Linked DNA regions of Macaca mulatta: region 2 is linked to region 1. A link is a contact called in public Hi-C data. All regions are on one chromosome and are shown on one strand. Each heading gives the region's core, a stretch centred on a gene start, on an enhancer-like site or on the middle of the called end of the contact. The rest is flanking DNA. Distances are from core to core; before and after follow the strand shown.

Region 1 (7,152 bases), core at 2,668-5,167:
AAAGTACACCTATTTTCAATGTACTGTCCTACGAATGCTCACATAATGAACACACCCATGCAGCCTACACCCGGGTCAAAAAACAGAACCTTTGTGTGGGGTGACTTTTTCTCTCTTTCCAGTTTCAGTGTTTCTGCATTATCTTCTTCTGGGAGGTGTGTGCGGGTCACAGAGCCTCTGCCTCAAACGGACCTCTATGATCAAGAAGCAGAACGTTTCACACGACTGAGATGGGCAGGTGCAGGGGCAGCACTCAGAGGCCCCAGCGCCTCCCAGTCCCGAGTCCTTCCACTTCTCAGCTCTGACTCAGGACAGGAGCAAGTCAGTTGGCAGGCACTGTGGTAGGGGCAGGTGTCCCATTTACACCCAGGGGATCCAGAGGAAGGGAGAGCGTCTCCCCCAGCAGCCCTGGGGCACACTGCCCTTGTGTCCAGCGTGCAATTCTTGCCCCACATCCACCCAGCCCGGCTGTGACCATGGTCACCATAATTGGCTCGGACCCCTCTTGGCACTGATGAAGTCGGTGGACCCCATCTCAAAAGCGTTTTTAAAATAAAGTATATAGGATTATAAAGAGAACCAATTACACTGAAATAATAAATGTATATGAGTTTGCATATATATATATTTTTTTCTTTTCTTGCTTTCTTTCTTAATTTCTTTTTTGAGACAAGGTCTTGCTCTGTTGCCCAGGCTGGAGTGCAGTGGCACAATCATGGCTCACTGCAGCCTTGAACTCCTGGCCTCAAGCAATCCTGCCTCAACCTCCTAAGTAGCTGGGACCACAGGCATGCACCACCATGCCTAGCTAATTTTTAAATTTTTTGTAGAGATGCAAGGCCTCCCCATGTTGCCCAGCTGGTCTTGAATTCCTGGACTCAAGCAATCCTATTTCCTAAGCCTCCCAAAACACTGGGATTACAGCATGAGCCAGCACGCCCCGCCCCTGCATATATTTTTTATACTTGTACACATTAATGCATATTAATTATACATATTAATGCATCACAAAAGTTCTGGTACATGCAGTACATGTGTTTATGATGAACAGAAACAGTATTTTAAGATATCTGGGCCGGGCGCGGTGGCTCAAGCCTGTAATCCCAGCACTTTGGGAGGCCGAGACGGGCGGATCACGAGGTCAGGAGATCGAGACCATCCTGGCTAACACCGTGAAACCCCGTCTCTACTAAAAATACAAAAAACTAGCCGGGCGAGGTGGCGGGTGCCTGTAGTCCCAGCTACTCCGGAGGCTGAGGCAGGAGAATGGCGTAAACCCGGGAGGCGGAGCTTGCAGTGAGCCGAGATCCGGCCACTGCACTCCAGCCCGGGCTACAGAGCAAGACTCCGTCTCAAAAAAAAAAAAAAAAAAAAAAAAAAGATATCTGTGGCCGGGTGTGGTGGCTGATGCCTGTAATCCCAGCACTTCGAAGGCCAAGGCAGGTGGATTACTTGAGATCAGGAGTTTAAGACCAGCGTGGCTGGCCAGGCGCGGTGGCTCACGTCTGTAACCCCAGCACTTTGGGAGGCCGAGGCGGATGGACCATGAGGTCAGGAGATCAAGAGCATCCTGGCCAACATGGTAAAATCCCATCTGTACTAAAAATACAAAAATAAGCCAGAAGTGGTGGCGTGCGCCTACAGTCCCAGCTCCTTGGGAGGCTGAGGCAGCAGAATCACTTAAACCCGGGAGGCAGAGGGTGCAATGAGCCAAGATGGCACCACTGCACTCCAGCCTGGGTGACAAAGCAAGACTCCGTCTCAAAAAAATGATATCTGCAACGATCACAGCATGATTGGAGTCATTTTAGTTATTTCAGTTACGTTGTACATTCATCTCTGAAGGGAATGTCAAATTTTAGTTAGAGATCAGTGAAAATGAATAATGAGTTGGGGTTGATTAGCAAAAAAAAAAAAAAAAAAAGAAAAGTGGGACGGGGTGTGGTGGCTCACACCTGTAATCCCAGCACCTTGGGAGGTCAAGAAGGGAGGATCACTTGAGGCCAGGAGTTTCAGACCAGCCTGGACAACACAGCAAGACCTCATCTCTACACAGCAAACACGAAAAATTAGTTGGGTGTAGTGGCTCAAACCCTCTGGTCCCAGCTACTTGGGAGGCTGAAGTGGGAGGATTGCTTGACCCTGGGAGGTTGAGGCTGCAATGAGCTGTGATCCTGCTGCTGTACTCCCTGCCTCAAAAAACTCCACAAAACCAAACAAGCCCCCCCAAAAAAATTTTTTTTTAATTTTTTGAGACGGAGTCTTGCTCTGTTACCCAGGCTGGAAGTGCCATGGCGCGATCTCTGCTCACCAAAACCTCCGCCTCCTGGGTTCAAGTGATACTTCTTCTGCCCCAGCCTCCCGAGTAGCTGGGACTACAGGTGCGCAGCACCACACCTGGCTCATTTTTGTATTTTTTAGCTGAGATGGGTTTTTACCATGCTGGCCAGGCTGGGTCTCTAACTCCTGACTTCATGATCCGCCCGCCTTGGCCTCCCAAAATGCTGAGGTTACAGGTGTGAGCCACGGTGCCCGGCCCTCCAAATAATTTTTAAAAGATGATAATGTCCTATTCAAGTCCACGTACCCTGTGGCTCCCCCATGAACTTCCTGCCTGCGGTCTTTCTGTGGGGTTAGGGACACTGGGCCGAGGCCAGCACCTGGGGCGGGCAGTGGTTGGGGTTGGTGGTTGGGGTTGGCCTCAGTGACAGTGCACGTGTGGATTGTGAATTTTTATCTAACCCGTGCGTATCTGTTGTTTCACGCATGACTGTGATTTGTTCACATTTGTTGAGATGACCGCATGGGGCCTCCTCCTGGCACTTGGCTCTGGGGTTTCAGTTGCCACATTTTCTTACTGTTCCTGTCCGCCTGACAGCCCCCATTTCCTGCTTTTGTTAGATTCATCAAGTCTTCTTTGTTCCATGTTTTTCTCTCTTTTTTTTTTTTGAGACGGAGTCTTGCTCTTGTTGCCCAGGCTGGAGTGCAGTGGCGCCATCTTGGCTCACCGCAACCTCTCCTGTGTTCAAGTGATTCTCCTGCCTCAGTCTCCTGAGCAGCTGGGATTACAGACGCATATCACTACGCTCGGCTAATTTTTGTATTTTTAGTAGAGGCGAGGTTTCACCGTTGGCCAAACTGGTCTCGAACTCCTGACCTCAGGTGACCCGCCCACCTAGGCTTCCCAAAGTGCTGGGATTATAGGCATGAGCCACCATGCCCGGCCTGTCCCATTGTTTTCTTCTAATGGTTTGGAAGATTTACATATTTCTATTCATCTAGTGGTGACGTTAATTTTTTTTTTTTTTTTTTTTTTTTGAGATGGAGTTTTGCTCTTGTCCAGGCCGGAGTGTAGTGGCACAGTCTTGGTTCACTGCAACCTCCACCTCCTCAGTTCAAATTATTCTCTTGCCTCAGCCTCCCAAGTAGCTGGGATTACAGGTGTCTGACACCATGCCCAGCTAATTTTTGTATTTTTTAGTAGAGATGAGCTTTCACCATCTTGGCCAGGCTGGTCTCAAACTCCTGACCTCAGGTGATCCACCCACCTCAGGCTCCCAAAGTGCTGGGATTACAGGCATGAGCCACCACACCCAGCCGGTTATTTTAAATGTTTAACATGTGCACTATATTTCTCTCTTCCTAACCCCATCCAGAGTTCCTCAGTCGTACATGATCCCCTCTGAAAAGACACGGCCGCTGTGCGGTTTTCTCTCCCTCCTCCTCCCCTCCCACGGCCCGTGCTGGCATCATCCAGAGCCTCCTTGCAGACAGTTGTGTTTCCAGCATGAAGCCCCTCGATGGCCCATGTATCCTTCATCTCCCTCTTGGACTTGTGTTTTGTTTTGCTAGGGTACCTCATCTAGTAATGATTTCAGATAGTACTTGTTGGAAAGAAACTCTCTGAGCACTTGGCATGACCGAAAACAGTGTTTGTTCTTCCTCCCCACTGAATGGCTGTTGGGCCTGGCATCGAATTAGAGCCTCCAAATTTTCCCTCCGAGCCGTGAAGGTGCCCCCTCCACAGTGTCTGAATCCCAGCTTGCCAATGTGTGATGTCAGATGAAGATGTTTTTCCTCTCTCCTTCCCCTCCTCTTCTTTCTTCTTTCTTCCTTCTTCCTCCTCCTCCACCTCTTCTTCTTCCTCTTCCTGCTCCTTCTCCTCTACTTCTTCTTCATTTTGTTGTTGTTGTTGTTTGTTTAAACTCACAGGTTTTTTCCCCACTTGACACTTTTCTCTTTTTTCCCCGTGTTCCAAAACGTCAAGTGTCTTTTCGGCTCTGGGCAGTTTTGTGTCTTGGTTTCCGTTAACATTCTCTCCCTCCCGTTCCCTCTCCCCTGGAATTCCGTTTCAGTGGATGGAGAAAACTCTGGGCCTGTTTTCCATGTTTCTGAACTTTTCCTTCACACGTTCTAACCTTTCTGCCCTGTGACCTGTGTTCCACTGAATTATCTGGCTGGACCTCCCAGCCCACTCACTCGGGCTCAACTGAGGCCCATCGATTTGAGGATTTCCTGTTTCAATGCCCCATGTTTTAATTTCCCAAGATATCCAGTGGACTTTTGGGAAGTCTTCCTAAGTCTTATTTTTATTTATTTTTTATATTTTTTGAGGCAGAGTCTTGGTTTGTCATCCAGGCTGGAGTGCAATGACGCAATCTTGGCTCACTACAACCTCTGCCTCCCGGGTTCAAGTGATTCTCCTGCCTCAGCCTCTCGACTAGCTGGGATTACAGGCACCCGCCACCACGCCCAGCTCATTTTTGTATTTTTAGTAGAGATGGGGGTTTCACCATGTTGGTCAAGCTGGTCTCAAATGCCTGACCTCAAGCAATCCACTCACCTTGGCCTCCCAAAGTGCTGGGATTACAGGCGCGAGCCACTGTGCCCGGCCCCAAAGCTTATTTTTATTTGTTCACATGAATGTGGTTTTGTTGGTTATTGTTTCTGAATCTTCTGTAAATTTTTGAATAATACCTAAAATTATAAGGAAAAAAGCAAAAATCTGAGTTCATGTCCCTAGATTCTTTTTTGAAAGAGTAAAATATCTTTCTCTTCTCTCTGAAGCTATTACTGGTGTTGTTTTTGAACGCTGTGTGTTCCAAGACTCTTGCTCAGTGCAAGTTACACAACTGCAGCAAACAGACCCCAAACATAGCTGCCCACGCCAGCCAGCGGCTAATCTATCCCTGACCTGCCTGAGCAAATGCTCCTGCGGGGTGGGGCCTGGGTGGGCCCCAGGCTGGAGGCTGCCCTGTCATCTTGCACATTTGCCTTCTACAATCTCTCTGATGTCCCCATTCCAGCCATCAGAAGGGGGAACCCTAAAAGCCTCCTGGAAGGTTCACATACTCCTGAAACTGGCGCACGTTGCTTCTGCCAGATTCTGTTGGACACCACCAGTTACTCAGCCACACCTCCTGCAAGGGAGCCTGGGAGTGCAGAGCAGCCAGGGGCCCCGTGAGAAGGGGTAACGGCTTCTGTTGGACAGCCGGACGGCAGCCAGCCAGCCCTTGGCCTCCAGACATCTGTGAGACCCACCCTTCCTTCCACACCTCGGGTTAGAGAAAGTCACCATCGTCTCCAGGGAGCAGACCCAGCCCAAAGCCTGCCTGTCTAGGATGGGCGGAGCCTTTCCGTGGGTCCAACTGACAGATGATTCATTAAAGCCATCTGCTCCCCTCCCCCGCAACCCGAGCCTTCATCTGATCTTTGCCGCAGGCCTGCACACTTTTGTTGGACTGAGCTGCCTGAGTGACAGGCCTTGAACAGCCACCATCTTTTCTCCTACTGTTTGAGGCATAAACCGTGGCTCTTTCAGCCTGGGAGTCTCATCTTTCTGGGATAACTCTAATTGCAAACCAGCCCTCACTTTCTGGAAAGAGTGGCCAAGCTACAGGGAAGGGGCGCCTCGCACTAACCTTCTGGCTCTTTCCTCCCCCTTCCCAGCGTTCCCAAGCCTTTGCCTCGGCACACCAAGGGACGTGTGGCGTCATCTCCAATTCACCACATCCGTTTCCCGTATCCCCAGTCCAACCACCGAGCCAGCACCCTGTGTACTGACTTCTGTGTGATTCGGGGCAGGCATATCAGTCGGCTATTGCCACAACAATGCTGCATAACGAGGACCTCAAAGCTTGGCGGCCGATTCTCACGCTCACAGGGCTAGGGCCGACGTCCACCCGGCCGAGCCCCTGGCCTCCGGGTTCTGGGATGTGGGCCGGGCTGAGGTCCACCCAGGTTTCTCGCTTCTCCTTGGAGCCCCCGTCAGTGTCTGCATTCTCCATCCTTCTCCATTCTTCTCTGGGGCACGGCCTGCTTGTAGTGGGTCCCTGGCAAGCAGGAAGACCAGGCCGCCCTTGCTGGCACATTCCAAGCCTTTGCCCACTTTGAATCTGCTACCTTCCTACTGGCCAGAGCGCATCACTCGCCAAGTCCAAAGTCAAGGGAGGAGAGCCCACCCACCACCCAGAGGCCACGGCAAGAAGACGGAGGTAAAATTCTGCTACAGGGGAGTGAAAAACCAATGATGAAATCGCTAATTGTAAGTTAAACTGCTCTAAGGCATAGACTGGTGTAAATGCCTAAACAAAAGAGAAGTGGATTTCTCTCTTGACAACCATGGCAGGGTTTCAGTTTGACAATGGCCAGTCATTCAGGGCCCCAGGCTGAGGGTGACTCTGTTGTCCTCCAGCAAAGCTTCCTGTGTCACCCTGGTTGTTGCCAGGCCCTGGGAAAGGGAAAGTGAACAGAGGGCCTTTTGGACCAGTCACAGGAGAGGCACACGTCACTGCTGTCACCTCCACTGCAGGTGGCCACCCGGGCACACCCCTTGCCAGGGAACCTGGCGGATTCAGTCTAGCCCAGGCCCAGGACGAGGGGCACCCAATCTCGCTGGACAGCGCGGCTCTCCACTGGTTAGTTTGCTCGTGTTAGTTCTTTGGTTTGTGGTGCGTCCTCGGGGTTGGTGATCCCAGCTTTGTGAGGGATCCCTGCTTGTCCATCAGCACGTGGTCAGGCACCTCAACTGTGGCTGACGGCTTGGGGCCCATGACTCCCCGCTCCCTCTAGGTGTTATTCCACAACGGGATCTCTTCTCTGTCCACCGCCTGTGCTGAGTGTACTCAGCCAAGAGTGAGGCTGCCCTCCCAC
Region 2 (7,152 bases), core at 1,420-3,919, 42 kb before region 1:
AGGGAGATGGATAGGCTTGATATTCTTAATTAGGAACTTTGCAGAAAACCTTGTGTTTTTGTAGCCATCCCACCATGACAACAAAGCGATTAAGATGTTTTCCATCTCCTGAATACCTTTTTAAATTGCGATATTTTATGCTCCCGGTTCTAAAACGTGTTATTTGCAGACTATTTTGTGTCTGATTTAATCTATAACCGAAAACATAATGTATTAAGTGAATACATATTTGCTCTGCTGATAAGCTTTTTTAATATTTATTCGGAGAGCTTTTGCATTGTAAATAAATGGGTCTACACAAAGAGTTCTCTTTGTCTGGCAACTACATACAAAGGCGTTTGGGGCTCCCTTCCCTCTGGGGATCGCCAGCTCTCTCCCCCGGTCTAACAAACAGCTCGGCTCCCAAGCTCCGAGCCCGGCCTGCAAAGCGAGTGCCCGGCCGCCAGGGCCCGGAGAGTACTCTGGCGAGGGGTCTGCGAGCGCTGGGGTCAGGGGAGGGGCTGCCCAGGCAGGACCAGGGACGTGGGGGCCCCCAGCACCGGCCGGTGCCTCCCGAGCTCCGGAGGGCGCCGGGCGGGACAAAGGGAAAGAAGGAAAGAGAGGGAGGTCAGAAACCTGCAGCTTCAAAGGCGCCGAGGGCCGGAGAAGGGCTGGGGGCGGCGCACGCGGGGGTGCCAGGCTTCCTGGAGGCCTCCGGAGAGTCGTGTGTGCTGTGCTTTTGTTTTTTTGTTTTTTTTTTTTTTTTTCCAATGAGAAATTTCAAAGTTGAGAAAGCGTGAGCTGCTGGCGATTCTCGGGACGCGGGCTCGGCTACGAAGCAGCAATTTTAATCTCGCACCCCCTGCGGGCGGATCGCAGGCCCGATTGTTCCTTTCTCACCAGCCGGCTCGACTTTTTAAGCAAACAGGAGGCGGATTACTGTCGCCCGCCTGCGCCGCCACGGCTCTGACCGGATTGGAGGGGGCTTTTCTTTGTGTTCTCTCCTCCCGGGGAGAGGCCGCGCCGCGCCTCCGCGTCTGCCAGCGCCGGGCTTCGGGGGCCTGGGGAGCCCGAGGAGGCCAGGAAGCGGGGCGAGGAAGGGCGGCCACAAGGCCCGGGCTGGGAGCCCCACAGTCCCGCAGCCGCGACGCCGCCACCCGCCGAGTGCCGAGGCCCGGGGCCCACCCCCAGCCCAGCTCCAGGAGAGGCCGCGCAGGAGGACCGCGAGGACGGCGCCGCAGCGCCAGGTCAGGCTGAGCTAAGGGAGGAAACGGAGCGAAAAGTGATGGCGGGCAGAGGACCCCGGGCGGGCGGAGAATCGCTGACGAGGGCATTTCGGGAAGAGCTGAACCTCGGAGCACAGGGCTCCTTCCCGGGAAGGCAGGGCGTGACCCCGGAGCCGCGGGTCCCTCTTCCCGCGGCCGCAGGCGTGGCTGGCGCGCTCCAGGATCTGGGGCTTCTACAGGTTTGCTTTGTTTTCTGCTTTTGCATCTAAAAACCCGCTCTCTCCTCGCCCGCCTGTCGGAGACCCGGACTCCGACCCGTCTGCCTCCCTCCGGCGCCGTCTCCGGGAGCGCGGGCGCGGTGGGGCCTGCAGGCCGGGCTGGGACCTGGCGCGCCCGGGGGCGCTAGTGGCTCGGCCGCCGCCGCAGAACCCGCTCCCTGCGAAACAGCCGCACCCGCTCCCGAGGAGAGTCATGAGAACTAGGGTCGCGCCTGACCCGCGCGCCTGAGGAAAACCAGCCCGCGGGCCCCGCCACACGGGCCGTGACCCGAGCCCCGCGCGCTGTCCCGAACGCACGGTGATAACGCCCCGCTGCGCCAGCCTCGCTCGGCCCCCCTCCTCCACCCCTTCTCCGAAAAAAAAATTCTGAAATGGGAACGAAGACCGAAAAACTCGCCATGACCGTTTCCCTCCCCGGCCCCTAGCTTCGGCCCGGAAGGCCCTTCAGGGCAGCGGCCGTGGGTACCACGAGCCGGCCGGTTCCCCTAGCCGCGGACCGACCGGGCGGGGCCAACTCAGGACTGCTCCGGGGAGGGGAGCAGGGTAGGGGAGCGAATAGTAGGGGTTCGTTCGTGGGTCACCCAAAGCTGGGAGCACGCTGGCGGCGCCCGGACTTCGCCGACTGTCCGCCCGGTGCCACCCGCGCGGCTCGCGCCAGACGCAGCCTGGCGGTCCCTGTCCTGTCTCGAGTATTTATTTTTAATGCTGGGTGTCGATCGAGACAACAAGCGTTCAGAGCAAAGCAAGGACGCATTACGGGGGGAATTTTAAACCGATCGATAAGATTTTTCAGAGAAAAAAATCGCTTATATAGTCCATATTTTTTAAGAAAAAAAAGCTTCGACATTTTAACGGATTTTGTTAAAAGGGAAGGTATATATTTCTTAACATCACAACCCTGAATTTCTTTTGCTAAAAAAAAAAAAAATGTAAAACCCCAAAGCCAGAATAAAAAATAATAATAAAAATACAAAAACAAAAAAAAATGAAAGCAATTTCAGTTACTTACTGGAGGCTGTTTCCTGGATACAACTGAATGCAATACAATTAAATCAGTAAATGTGACTTTGTTTTGTATTCCTATTGGTATTTTCAATGTGCTGACTGTTGCACTGTAAATGCACCGCTTCCACAACAACGACTCTAGCGAGCCCATCCAGAGCGGCTCTCAAACCTGCAGCCTGGCGCCGCGAGCCACGGGCCCTGCATACTAATAAGCTCGTGCCACTCAGCCCGGAGCAGCCAGCGCGCTGATTGGCCGCGCAGCCCTCCGCGGCCGGGAGCTCGTGCCACTCATTCGGCGTAAACAGGCCTCCCAATAGGCTGGCGCCGGGCCAGGGAGCTGCCAATCAGGAAGCAGCGGGGCTACTACCAAGCCCGATGGCGCCTAATTCAAGCCCGGCGACTGCGCAGCTCCTCTGCGCAGATCATTGCTGCTGAATGGGAATGTGGTGGCGCAGGGCAGGAGAGGGAGCTGGAACCAGCGAGTGCGCGTGTCCCGGCGGAGGGGGAGGCGTATACACAGACACAGACACACACACACACATATATGTTTAATCCAGCAGGTCTAACGTTTGGCTTCTGCCGCACAGAAGGCCAAAGGAAGAAATACCACCACCCCTTAAAAGTAGCTACTTTTTCTCCCTGCGATCTGTCTGGCAGGTGGCAGGTAGGCCAGACCTCCAAGCCCAGAGGCCTCCCCAGGTTGCCTGGCCCATCTACCGCTCTGAGGCTGCTGCCTGCCCGGACCCGAGCTCACAGATCCACGTACGTCCGCTGCTTGGGCAGTACAAGCTTTGAATAGCCCGCCCGGCCCTCTCCTCCCCCTGACCTGGGGATCAGACCCTGGGAAGTGAGTTCTGAGTCTCCAGCCGTCTACATTAGTGGCTCTCAATTTTATCTCCCTCTGCCACACTTTGCAACAGAGCAACTACTAAAATGAAAATCAGGGATTTATTGAGAAGACAAGGATTGCCCTTTCTTCATCTACACCTAGATTTAAAAAATATTTTCAGCTCGATAAGGGGGGAAGGGGATATGGTGTGGTAAACCATGTATAGTATTTCTCAATGCTGCTCCCTGTCTGCATATCTGCTAAATCCTCACTCCAACTAAAGCAAGCTACTGAACAATTTTTATCGTAATCAGATGCAAACCACTTCTAAAATATTCTGCAAACAAATATTTCTGTTAGAATTTGGTTTCCCACCCAAATGCTATTTATTCTCAGGGAGTCGAGGTGATGTCTTAGTGGCGATGGATACATTTATTTTTGCTCCTCTTTCTCCCTGTGAATCTCTGCCTCCCCCTCTGGGGGAAAAAAGGATATTTAAACTAGAAGCCAAATGACAGATTCACACGCATTCGAAATTCTCCACCGTCTCATTCCAGCAGGGACACGAAAGAGTTAAACTCAAAGCCTGCTGTCTCTCTGTTTCCCCGCCCCCACTCCCGTTCCCGCGGGACCGCTGGGATTGGTTGGCACTCCGCCAGCGGACTGTCCATCACCGAGTGTAAACAAGGCGCTGATTGGCTGTTGTCCAGTCCGCACTGGGCCTCCTGAAAAAAGCAATTACTGGCTCCGCGGTTTCAAGGCGGCCCAAGGCCGCTTGATGAAAGGAGATAAGCTGGGGACCGTTTCCAGGATCCCCGCGGGCCGACCCGGGCAGCCCGGGAGCCGAGGTGCGGCGGAGAACCCGCGGATCAAAGGAATCTGGAGAGAAAGGGGAAGCGGGCGGCCGGCCCCGGCCGGCCTTCCCCCCCGCAGGCCACGCCGACCTGGGGTGGGGGGCTGCGGGCCGCGGGTGGGGACTTCGGGATTTCCCGCCTGCCTGAGTCGGGGCCTGCGCCGGCGCCGGCTTTGGGCGGCGCGGCCGGGAAGGGAGCTCCGGAGAGCCCGGGGCTCGCAGGTAAGCGCCAGGGCTCCGCGGGCCGGGCCGGGGGCTCAGGACAAGGCGCGGGGCCCGCCCCGGCTGGCTCGGGAGTGGCGGTCGCGCAGGCCCGGGTCCCGGCTCCGGCGTCTCCCGGCTCCGGCGGCCGGGACCCCTTGCGACCGAGCCCCTGGCCAGGCCCCAGGCCGGCGCCTTCGGAAGCGACGTCTGGCGGGCCGCGGGGCCCGAGGGGCAGAGTCGGGAAGCGTAAATCCCCGTTGCGCGCGGAGATGAGATTAGCGCGCGGCTATTCATTAAGGCGGGGACGATTGAATTAGGTCCCTGGGCGCGGTCGCCGGCTGGGGGTGTGCTTGGCGCCGACCCCCGGGCTTTGGCCGTGGCATCGGGAGGCTGGAGTAGCGGCCCCAGTGAGTGTGTTGGGGAATCGGGCGCCTCTGGGTCCCAGCCCCGCGGGTGCAGGCGGAGGCTGCCCGCTTCCCGCGTACACCGAGGACGGCCGGCCCGGCTCCGGAGAAATGGCTCTTGGGAAAGGAGGGGAGGGGAAGGTTCCCGGACCTTGCACAGGGACGGGTCGCCGGGGACCCGCGCAACCCTCCGGGGATGGAGGAGGCGCGAGCTGGAAGCGGCGCGCGGGCCCGGGCCCAGGGCTGACACCGTGGGGCCCAGTCTCTCCTGGCTCGGGTGGGTAGACGCGCCCCGAGGCCCCGGGTCCACGCAGGGCGCCCCTCACAGACGGCGCGTTTCCTACTCTCCTAAGGATCCGAGTTCCCATCACTGCCTCCGATGAGCTTGTTTCCGGATCAGGAACCTTTTTCAAGTTAATTTTTAAAGCCTCATTTGAATTTTTTAATATAGGAAAATATGTAGATGAGAAAAACCTTGGCTCCAACAAAGAGAACACCGTGGTTTCCCAGGACTTGCTCTGAGCTCGCCGCGTCAGGGCAGGGGCTCCACCTCAAACCGACCTGTCGGGGAAAGGGAGGCCTCAAGCCCCTGGGAGTCCTGGTCCCCTCCAGAATGTGTTGCAAGGAGAGTGGCTGGAAAGGCCCCACAGAGCCCCTAAACCAGCCTCCCCTCCCCCTTGGGCAGATTGTTCTAGGGTCCTGGAGCCTGAAGGATGGACCCTCAGCTTGCCTGCCCCCATCCCCAGTCATCGTTCACCATCCGAGAAATGCCCACTGCCAGGAACATGGGAGGGCAGAGAGTAGCTCACAGGTGCGTGGCCCCTATCTCCTGAAGCTAGTTTAGACCCTTCTAGCTCAGCCTCACCAGATTCCTAGGATGAGCACTGGCTTCACATCCCCCAAGTGCTGGCCCCTTCGTGTCCCCCAGAGAGGCTGCTCGGGCGGGCAAAGGCCCCGAGGCATTGAGTGCGCCTTCCAGAGCAGTGCAGAGGCTCCCTGCCCTTCTCCTTCCTCCCCATTTCTGCCTCCTCCTCCCCCAGTGTTCACTTAAAACAAATTGTAGTGGGCTTTTTGTTTTTTTTTTCAATACTGTTTCAAAACAGTTGTTACAGCAAATAACTGCAGACGGGTCTGCTGGACTCGGTGGAGAGGGGCTGGCAGCTGCCCAGCACGGGCGCCTGGCCGCTGGGCAGCTCCCGCAATACCAAAATAAGCTCCCGAGTTCTCCTGGAAGACTTGGGCCGCCGGGAGCTCAGGCTGGCGATCTGCTTGGAGGAAACCTCCCTGGTTTCCTTTTTTACTCTTCCTGCTGTCCAGAGCTAACAAATGTTTTTAATTTTAGAGGAACATGGTGTGGGGATCTGCAGACGCGCCTTCCACTGGGGAGAGGACCAGGGAGGGGACAGGAGGAAGAAAAGAGAGGGGATAATAAACCCACGGTCAGTCTTGATGCTGGAGTGCCCAGGTCTCCCAAGTTCCTGCAGCTTTACAGATGAGTGGACTGCAAGTGAGGCTGGGCCTGTGGACAGCCAGTGGGGCCTGGAACAGTGCCAGGAGTGGCCTTGAACCCCACCTTGATCCCTCTCCAGCAGGATCTGGGGTCACTGCCATGGGCCTGGCAGACATCACTCCAGGTTTGCCCTCTGGCCTGGGTAGAAGATAAACCCCCCACCCCACATAACTAGCTGCGCTTCTACACCTGGCAGGCCGGCTCACACATCACACTTGAATGCATACACACACTTGTGCACAGTCTTGAGTGTGTGCACATACATCTGCCTGTACACACTCATGTGCCAACATGTGAATCACTTGGAAGTGTACACACCCAAACCCACAGCACAGATGGGCAGACAGGTGAGCCTCACGCAGCATGTCACACTCCCACATGCACAAAACATGCATGCAGAGGCACATCACACACGCAGAGGCACTCCCGAGAACCACCTTCTCCCTTCCAGCCTAGGGGCCCCTGTTCCCCCAGAACTGGGCCCAGCCCTGGAGCCCCCTCCAGCACTCCTCTCCCACCCCCACGCTCCCCAAGAATGGCAGCAGATGTAGGTCTCCCGGCTCCCAAACCACTGAGATCCTGCTCTGTCTGAAATAATCATATAAATAATTATTTTTTAATACAAGGGGGTGGGAGTGTCAGGCAAGTTACATGAAATTGTGAATTAGCCATTGCTCCAAATAAATGCCTGCTTCGGCCAGAGAGCAGCAGCTCGGCGCCCCCAGTAATCCCGTGTTAGGTGTCTCTCCATTGTTCCCTGGGCCATTAGTCAAAGGGCAAATTAGAAACAATTTCTTGATGACAAAAATTGACTCTTAATTCTTCCCACCAGAGGCACAGGGGGACAAGTCCAGGGGCCAGGCC

The links. Hi-C and Micro-C count contacts between places; a contact is called where the count stands out from the background.
Region 2: a Hi-C map of fetal cortical plate shows a contact between it and region 1, with 3 times the contacts expected there. The contact joins the promoter of BAHCC1 here to the promoter of LOC144335570 in region 1. A contact is called at or near these places in 10 of 14 Hi-C or Micro-C datasets (blood, cortical neurons, fetal cortex germinal zone and 6 more).

Annotation. Positions count from the first base shown.
Region 1 is chr16:91,053,632-91,060,783 of T2T-MMU8v2.0, reverse strand. LOC144335570 reads left to right here and starts at 3,917. Exons shown (of 8, transcript XM_077971062.1): 1 at 3,917-4,012; 2 at 5,950-6,021; 3 at 6,326-6,494; 4 at 6,728-6,917; 5 at 7,072-7,134. The coding sequence starts at 3,917. It also overlaps the pseudogene LOC144335571.
Region 2 is chr16:91,094,598-91,101,749 of T2T-MMU8v2.0, reverse strand. BAHCC1 (BAH domain and coiled-coil containing 1) reads right to left here and starts at 2,669. Exons shown (of 28, transcript XM_077973176.1): 1 at 2,493-2,669. LOC114673206 (a long non-coding RNA gene) reads left to right here. Exons shown (of 2, transcript XR_003723911.2): 2 at 1-304.